2 separate regions of the Mus musculus genome follow, and region 1 is linked to region 2. Evidence: chromatin contacts called from public Hi-C data. All regions are on one chromosome and are shown on one strand. Each heading gives the region's core, a stretch centred on a gene start, on an enhancer-like site or on the middle of the called end of the contact. The rest is flanking DNA. Distances are from core to core; before and after follow the strand shown.

Region 1 (4,095 bases), core at 927-3,426, 64 kb before region 2:
AGCTTGTGAGAGTCCCAAGTCCCAAGTCTAGGTTGAAGGCCAGGGGGTGGAAGAGACCACAACTCAGCCATATTTCCTTTCAGCTCAGGGTCACCAGCACTCCCAGACACACCCAAAACAAATGTGTTACCGTGCACACTTATCTTCACCGTGTGTGACAATTTGATCTTGTTTCTTTTATAACTGTTGTTTTACAATGGGCAGTTTGAGAGGCCTGGGTACGCTGAAGGGAGGGAGGAGTAGGGTGCACTCTTCAGGGAACAGTCAGAGGGAAGGACTGGCTTCCTTTAGGGAGAGGGGTCACATTAACCATTTTAATGGGGGAGATGGAGGCTGTGTTTTGGGGTTCTGGGCAGGACATGCTGCTGGTAGTTTTCTGGCTTTGATGAAAGTTAAACTTGGAACCCAGTCAGCTGCTCCAGCCTTATACCCTTGCCATGTATGGATGTATGGAAGTGAGAACTCCATGTTTTCTCTTAAAGTGTAGGGGAAAACAAGTTCACACACACAGATACACACAAACGACATAGATGCTTGTGCAAAAGCAAATGCATGCATCTTTATTCAGACTTCTGCTATTGCAGCTGCATACACAGGTACATACATACTCATATTCATACATGAACATTGACCTGGACAACATGCATACATCTAAATACACAAAGACATTTTAAACATGCAGGCCCGTGGGTGTACATCTCAGGGCACAGTTAAATACACACATTTCCATACATAGGAACTCACATAGTTACCAGGCAGGGAGATCCAGGATGAGGCTTATCCATTGTACTCCAGATGTGCTGACCAATGTCATTTCCTCAAACGACAGAAACTCGACTGTATAATTTGTTGGAGGCTTTGTTCCCACTTTCCCCTGTAAAACAAAAGGAAAATAAGTAACCATATGTGTTCTGGTGAGCATACATAAACACCAAGCACTAGAAGTTGGTGTTCCTGGAGAGTTCCATGCCTTGTAAAGGCTCACACCCCCTCCATCAGCCCCACCTCTGTCTCTGTGCCTGTGCCATCCCTCAGGGCTCCTTCCTTATCAGGCTCCCTTCAAGTCCTGGAAGCTTCTTTCACTGCCTCTGTCCTCTGTCTTTCAGCCTCTGCTACATCTCCCTTCCCTAAGGCCTAGTCTGAGGCATCCTGTCAACACTCTCCAGTTCCTTTCCATGACCTACCGTCAGCTTCCTGTTTTCCCTGGACTACCAGCTGTTCCTTTCATGGCTCTGTGCAAGAGGGCCTTAATAAATAAATATAGACTGATGAAAGAAGAACTACTGTGCGGAGTCGTTCTGAGTCCCGGGAGCTGGAGGAGGTGGGCAGTGCCATTATCTTTCCATTATTCTCTGTTTTCTTTAGATTTATTTTTAAAATTATCTTATTGTATGTTTGTGATTGTTTTGCTTGCATGTCTGTGCACCATGTGCATGTGTATCTGTGTACCATATGCATGCCTGAAGCCTGGGGAGACCAGAAGAGGGCATCAGATCCTGTGGTAATAGAGTTATAGATGGTTGTGATCTGCCAAGTGGGTGCTGGAAATTGAACCCAGGACACCTGGAAGAGGACCCAGTGTTCTTAACCACTAAGGAATCCTTCCAGCCCCCCCCCCATTCTAAATTTTAGTGTGTGTGTGTGTGTGTGTGTGTGTGTGTGTGTGTGTGTGTGTGTATGAATCTGTTTATGGATGCTCACAGAAGCCAGAAGAGGATGCCAGAACCTCTGGAGCTGTACATGTGTGAATAGTCCTACGTGAGTTCTGGGGGCTGCAAGTGTGGAGCCATCTCTCCAGCTTTCAATGCCTCTACCTTTCCTAAAGGAGCAATGCAAGCATCCTGTGTGTCAGAGCTGGGTCTCAACTCCATTGGCAACTGTTAGATTTCCCTTTCTGAAGTCTGGCCTTACTGCAGTGGTGTTCCGGCCCTTCTTTACAGCACCCTTTCCTGTAAAGAAAATTTTATTGCTGGCAAGGGCCGAATACTCTGCTGTAGATCAGCACGACAAAAAGGAGTTGGAGTTCCAGGGAACAAACAAGTTGGCCAGGTGTGTCTGGGGCTGCAGCTGTCTTGAAGATTCTGCAAGAAACCCTGATTTAGGACAGAGAATGCTGGGTGCGAGTCACCAGAGGAGGCCCGAGCGTCGCCAGCGCTCTCACCTGTTGGGCCGGGGCCGGGTGGGCTCGCACTGCCGCTGGGTGGCCTGGCCCGGGCCCGACAGCGCTCCGTGCTCGGGGACCCTCCAGGGACCCGCTGGGGAGCAGCACAGAGGCGGCGGCCTGGCGGGGCCGGGTGGGGCGGCGAAATGGCTTTTCCAGCTCCGGAGCCCAGGCCGCGCTGTTGACACAGTCGCGGATTTTAATGAGAAATCTGGAGCGTGCGTGGGAGACGTGGCGCGGGGTGCACAGATGCGGAGCTGGCGGCGCGGCCCGAGGGAGAGCGCTGGGGCGCGCTCACCTTTGAACTGCCAGGGACACTGTTTACCTTGGCAGTCCAAGTGGCAGTTTTACAGATATTAAATACCGACCCGAGGGGAAGCAGGGATCGGGGGCTGTCTGCACCAAGGGATCCCGTGCCCTCCCTGCAGCTGGCGGTCGGATTCGGTGCTGGGGAGACTCTCGGCCCTCGCATCCCATCCAGTCCCAGCCCGGCTGTCTCCTAATTCGATTTTCCGTGTCGGGAGGAGGAGGCCAAGGGCAGTCTGGGCCTTGCTCACACACCTTTTTGGCACGTCTATGTCTGGGGATTGCAGATCTCCAGTCCAGGCACCTCCTTGGCGGCGCTCCGGGTTACCTGATTCTTTTCTAGGGGCAGAAGAGATCCATCCTCCCTCCCTCCCTCCCTCCCTCCCTCCCTCCCTCCCTCCCTCCCTCCCTCCCTCCCTCCCTCCCTCCCTCCCTCCCTCCCTCCCTCTCCGCCTCTCTCTCTCTTTCTCTGAGACTTTTGCGGGACAGAGGAGAGCTCTGCCCGCGACCCAGGCTTCAGCCGGCAGTCAGAAGGCTCCCTGCAGAGGCACAAGCCATGTTGATTTTACGGAGAAGGCTGCTATGCACATTTCACTGCTGATTTATTGGTTTTTAACTAGATCCTTATGCTGGGCTAAAAAAGCCATCTTGCACTTTGTAAGGCTCTGCTGACTGCTGCTGAAAATGACACAGGGGCTCCTCCTCCCCTCCCCCACCCCGTCCCACCGAAAGGGCGACGGTGGAGGTAAGCCTAGGGTCCCTCTTCTGAGCAAGAAGCCTCCTGCTGCAGCCTCCCAGCCACTGACTACCTGCTGTGTGCACTGGGGTGAGTGTGTTGGTGTGCGGAAGACTTTATGGTCTAAAGGGAGGGTCTGGGAGAGGCAGGGACATAGTACTCACCTTTTCTCTATCAGAGCTCTTGCTGTATATATTAATGAACTTGCTGTATATATTAATGAACTTGGGAGTGGGTGTCAGCAAATATAGAGGGACACCCTGGTTCATCATTGTGTGACTTAGTAAAGCTACCTAAACTCTCTGATCTCCTGATTTGTCATCTCTGCAAAGAGTGTAGTTCTTATCTGTGATGTGGGAATCAGATAGACTCTTGTCTTAAGCCCTTGTAGCCCTGGGGGTTTTAGCATACAGTTGGGATAGCAAATTAATGGTTAGAGTCCCTTCGGAGACTTCCTCCCCATTCTGGCCCATAACTCTGGACACAGGCAAAGTCCTTAACACAGAGGTTAGTTAATTCACACCACCTCCTGGGACCACATACAGTGTTTCATAATTCAAATGGAAGATTAAGCAACATAAACCACACGATTATAAATTTTAAGGCACCTTCTATCATCAGCTTACCAAATCCTCAGGTAAGCTCTGTGAGGGTAGAGGCAGGCTGCGTCATTAACCACAGGTGCTTTCTCAGACCTGTGACTTGAAGGTAAGATGGACAGCTTCTAGCCTAGAGTTTGCTTCTTGATGTCTTGGTTGTTTTTCCTATTATTTAACAGCATCCCTCCATCCCCAGGACAGCTTCACTGGATGCAGCTTCACTGGATGATTGCTGGTACACACAGTGTGGAGACCACAGAGATACCCACCTTTAAGAAAGGCCCCTTCTTCCA
Region 2 (4,509 bases), core at 106-2,605:
CCACAGTTCCAACTCAAGGCAGTGCAAGTCAAGGAGGAAGCAGTCCTCTTGCATCCAGGAGCACACAAAGGGAGTCTGGGTGCCAAGAGAGGTCAGGGAAAGTTTCATAGAGAGCCAAGTACTGGAGCTGAGAGTCGGAAGAGTGGACCTTGGTCAGGTGGAGAAGCTGGGCCCAACATGTACTGTGGCCCAGAGTGGGAAAGACAACGGAGACCCTGAAGCAGACCAGAGTGGTCAAAGCACAGAGCACTGAGCACTGAGATCCTAGCTTCCACAGCAGTCAGAGTCCCAGTAACATCTTCTTCAAGTGGATGTGGAGAGCCATTGTCAGGACTCTATAGCAGGGGTGTGGCTTAGTAATGCTAATGAAGAGGGGTGACAGTCACCTGCTATTACTGGTGTACTGTCTAGGCCTCAATCTCTGAGAAGTGCTGCCTGCAATTGGTTTGCAAAGACCCTTTTAGGTGTGAGGGTGCACAGGCTTCCCCCGATGCAGTTTCTGGATGCTTGTGGGTGAGAAAGCTCTCCAGGCAAGAACAGCTCCCCACATCCTGCTCAGGAAGGTGAGCAGTTGCCCAGTTAGGCTGGATCTCAAGCGCTCTGCTGGAGGCCAGGTATTCACTGCTATCACAAGGCCAGTTTCTCTCCTGTCCCCCTAGATAGAGAAGGACTTCCAGTGAAATGAGGGACAGGGTTGCGTAGGGAAACAAAGTGGCCCCAGTCTGCCTATGCCAGCTAGCCTTCTCCATTCCACCTGCCCAGTCCTGGCCCCTCTTCCCCTTCTGATAGGCAGAGGCTTCTCAGTGCCGCTCTGGCAGTTAGGCTGGTGATTAAACTCTGCTTCCCCAAGATTCTGGGCTCTACCTTGCCTCCTAGGACTGCCCAGGGGCAAGCAGTGACCTTCTAAGGACTCCTACAAGTCATTGCTGTCTGCTTGAGGAAAGGCATCTGTGGCCCACTGGCCCCCCTCCTCCGCCAGAGCGGGAAACACAATACACCGATAATGATCTAATATTTATACAACGCCTTTCTACCAGATGCATCCCAACAAAGTTTACAAGCTGTCCCCGCGGACGGCGCAATGTATTCCAGACCCTTTCCCTGCCTCCGCCCTGCCCCCCTCCCTGGTGTGTGTGTGTGGAGGGGCGGGGAGGTGATGCCCACAGAGCTCATAAATCCACCTGAGGGGCAGGCCTGTCCAGTTGCACACCAGGACCTAACTGTTCCACGCCTTGCTGGGCACTGCCCTGTACGGAGGTCACGTGCTTTTCTGAGTGGAAAAGAAAGCCTGGCCGTGGAGAGGAAGGCTGTACCCAGGGTTGGGCCTGAAGTTTGGCCAAAACTCACAGCACCCAGTGAGCCTCTCCCCAGCCCTCCACATCCTCAGACCTGTGGGAGGGACATAGGGAGGGCCGGCTGGCTGGGCACAAATGTTCCTCCTAGTCACTTCCTCCGAGGCAACTCCATGAATGAGGATTTGTGTTAGTTCCCTCCCAGTAAATTGCCCTTGGTCACCAGGGCCATGTTGTGTGTCAGAGTCCCTGACCACCAGCCTTGGACAAAACCTGCTTTGTGAAGTCCGGGTAGAAGACAAACAAATGATTATTACCTTTGAGTGTCCCCTCCCCCAGCCTTTTCTCTTGGCCTGGAGTTAAGACCCTTTTCTCTGTCAACAATCTTGACTTTGTTCCGTGAGAAGGAAACAGCTCGCAGAGGGGTTGCTGAGATGCCTCTTTGCAAGAAAACCGTTTGGGAGGCGGGTGGAACAAGACAGGGGTTACAGGAAATGGCAGGCATTTTTTGTTGAATTAAACCATTAGGAGTGACCCCCAAACCAGAGCCAGGCCGAGGGAACAACTGGATACATTTAGGTCAGGACAAGCAGCCAAGAGAGGAGCTGAAACCAATTACCATAAATGAATGTTTCTCTTTTATTCACGACCACCGTGCCTGTTCCCAGGATGCTCTTGGGCCTCTTATAAAAACAGATGAACTCTCTGGTTTTGTTCGGGGAGTTATTAGCTAATGCAACTGTTGGGCAATTTATCAAACATTAACACATGCTGGGATTAATGGCCAGGAGACATCCTTGTCACTGCTGGTCTCTGAGGCTGCTGGACTTTGGGATTTCTCTGGGTAGGCCCTTCTCCTCTGTGGGAACCTTTAAGTAGGTTGTTAGTATCCCGCCTGAGGTAGGGTCCTTGCGGCTGTAACTCCTCACTGCCATTTGGGTAAGGTGATCCCCTGGTCAGTCTAGAGCCCAGGTTCTGCTCTATATCCCCGGTATAAATTTCCTTAGGAGTCCCTGTTGTTTACATGAGCTGTGGCTTATGCTGTGTCTGGGCCTGTGATGGCCAACCCAGCATGCCCTTCTGACCCAGCTTCACTCCCTCTTTGACTCTCCATGTAGACTTCCTTTCCTGAGGGACTGGCAGCTCAGGGCTCCTTCTCTGTGCCTCATGGCCCTGAGATTGCACCACAGCTGGACCTCACTTGGGTTGGAAACCAAATGGTGGGTTTGCAGTTTTGATTGCCCAAACTGATTGCCCTGGAGATAGTGTCTGATCCTTTGCCTAGCCAGAGCTTAGAGCAGTGTGTGTGTGTGTGTGTGTGTGTGTGTGTGTGTGTGTGTGTGTGTGTGCACGTGTGTTTGTGTATATGTGTGTGCATGTGTGTATATATGTGTGTTTGTGTGTGTGTCTGTATATATGTATGAGCATGTGCAGGATTTTAAATGAGAGTATCTGAACAGTGAACAGCAGACTCATACACAGGTACACAGGGGGGCTCTCTTTGACCCCTTTAGGCTCAGGCTGTCTGTCTATCCACTAAAGAAAAGGGATTATGTTTCTCCCACCAGGTTTCTCACTGCTGTGGATTCTCAGGGATTGGCATCTGGCTGAGAGAGGCATAGGAGAGAAGACTTGAGTGTATGGCCTGGTGCAGCTACTTGTTTTTTTCAGGCCTCATTCTCCTCATCTGTGAAATGGGTAGAGGATATACGGTCAAGGCTGAAGACTACATATTGCTGAAGGCTGCATGGTTTGGGGGTATTTTAATCTTTCAAAAAGAGGGGGGGGGGAGGAAGGAAGCTGAGTTCAAGCTACCTTACTGATGGGATGAATTCAGCTTCCTGGTAGACTTTTGGTTAACATTCCTTTGGTGAGGGGGTGCAGAAGATCTGGTTTTTTTTCAGCAGGAGGAAGGCCTCCCCCTGCTCAGCTGGGGCCTATTTACACCATCTCTCGGAATTTACCGTCTGAAAAATGGGACGATAATGCTTCACGCCCTGGGGGTGTTAGTGTCTGAGAAGTGCTAAGTTCAGCTGTTGGCTCAGAGCTGGGACTCATTAAATGGTAGCTGCTATTATTACTATTGATTATATTAACAGCAGCCACAAGCAGGCGCAGAGCACGGCAGGAAGGCCTCGGCCTGTTGTCTTCATTGTTTCTTGATGAGGAAATTTCGTGGGAGTCGGCTGTTCCAGAATTAAGATTCCTTCTCTCTGCTAGTCCATGTGCTGTGTTTGTCTCCTTGTAGCAGCCCCTCTGCCAGCCTCAGCAGCCTGCCTTTACCAGCCCAGCTACACCGTTCAGCCCTGCTGCTGGAGGCAGACATCTGCCAGGAAAGCCGACCACCTTCCCAGATTTTCTGTTTGCAGATGCATGGGCAGGGGATGGGGGTTGGGGGTGGAGCTGGCAGAGAAGGCATAAAGCAGCAGGCTAGGGTGCAGGTTCTGGTTCCATTCCATGTGTTGGGCCAGTCACTGCCAAGTAGTGAATGCACAGTGGGTCTGCAGCAGGAAGCAGCCTCTCACTGGGGAAACAGGAGTACCCCTCCTTGTGTGTGTGTGTGTGTGTGTGTGTGTGTGTGTGTGTTGGGGGAGCAGCAAGAGGAACAGAGAAGGGCCAGGCAAGGCACTAGGGTCTTCCTAGCTATAGGAAAGCCCTAAGACTTGTCTAGACTCTAGGACTTAAGACCCTTAGACTAAGTTTACTCTGTTTGTAAAATGTAGGCAAATGTGGGTTCAAAGCCTGTTATCTGATGTGTTTAAAAGTCGACTATTTGGATTTCTGGAGAGAAGTGTCATACAGAGTATATTTTACAATGCTCTATAGCTGGGTAGGAATGCAGCCTCTGATCAGATGCTGATTTCTGCAATGGGATATGTGGATGCAAACCTCATACAGAACTGCTGAAGATAGGGCTTTGTGTCATAAAAAAAAAATCTTGTTCCAGATTTCTGCAAAAACATTTGATTTTGGATCTTTTTTGGTTTTGGAGTTGAAGGTACAAAGTTGTAGACTTGAACAGTCTGTTTCCAGAGTCTAAGCTCCTCCTTGTAGCACGTAACTCTTATTTTTTTCTATGAGAGCAAAACATAGTCACCTGTTAGGAGACAATCGGGTTCATCCCACCGTTGGCTGTTAGTAATATTGCTGCTGTGAACAATTGTAAACAAGCTTATTTTGTGTGGACATATGGTTCCTATTCTATTGAGTATATTCC

Evidence for each region. Hi-C and Micro-C count contacts between places; a contact is called where the count stands out from the background.
Region 1: a Hi-C map of uterus shows a contact between it and region 2, with 3 times the contacts expected there. The contact joins two enhancer-like sites. A contact is called at or near these places in 10 of 39 promoter capture datasets (the 3T3-L1 cell line, 3T3-L1-derived adipocytes, the HPC-7 cell line and 7 more), 2 of 484 Hi-C or Micro-C datasets (both in uterus) and 1 of 115 datasets of contacts at active chromatin or transcription factors (embryonic stem cells).

The regions. Positions count from the first base shown.
Region 1 is chr4:114,841,767-114,845,861 of GRCm38.p6, reverse strand. All of the region lies in intron 1 of Gm33655 (a long non-coding RNA gene), which reads left to right. It overlaps Gm12830 (predicted gene 12830), which reads right to left. Exons shown (of 4, transcript NR_033617.1): 2 at 4,072-4,095; 3 at 745-874. It also overlaps the pseudogene Gm23230. Among named protein-coding and RNA genes, the nearest start is that of 9130410C08Rik, 19 kb to the right of the region's middle. Within about 2 kb of position 2,176, at least 45 of the 459 cell types and tissues checked have an H3K27ac peak or open chromatin away from gene starts, as enhancers often do. A contact at or near this core is called in uterus, where this site is marked.
Region 2 is chr4:114,776,892-114,781,400 of GRCm38.p6, reverse strand. The region is part of intron 1 of Gm33655 (a long non-coding RNA gene); the gene reads left to right. Among named protein-coding and RNA genes, the nearest start is that of Gm12830, 43 kb to the left of the region's middle. Within about 2 kb of position 1,355, at least 49 of the 459 cell types and tissues checked have an H3K27ac peak or open chromatin away from gene starts, as enhancers often do. A contact at or near this core is called in uterus, where this site is marked.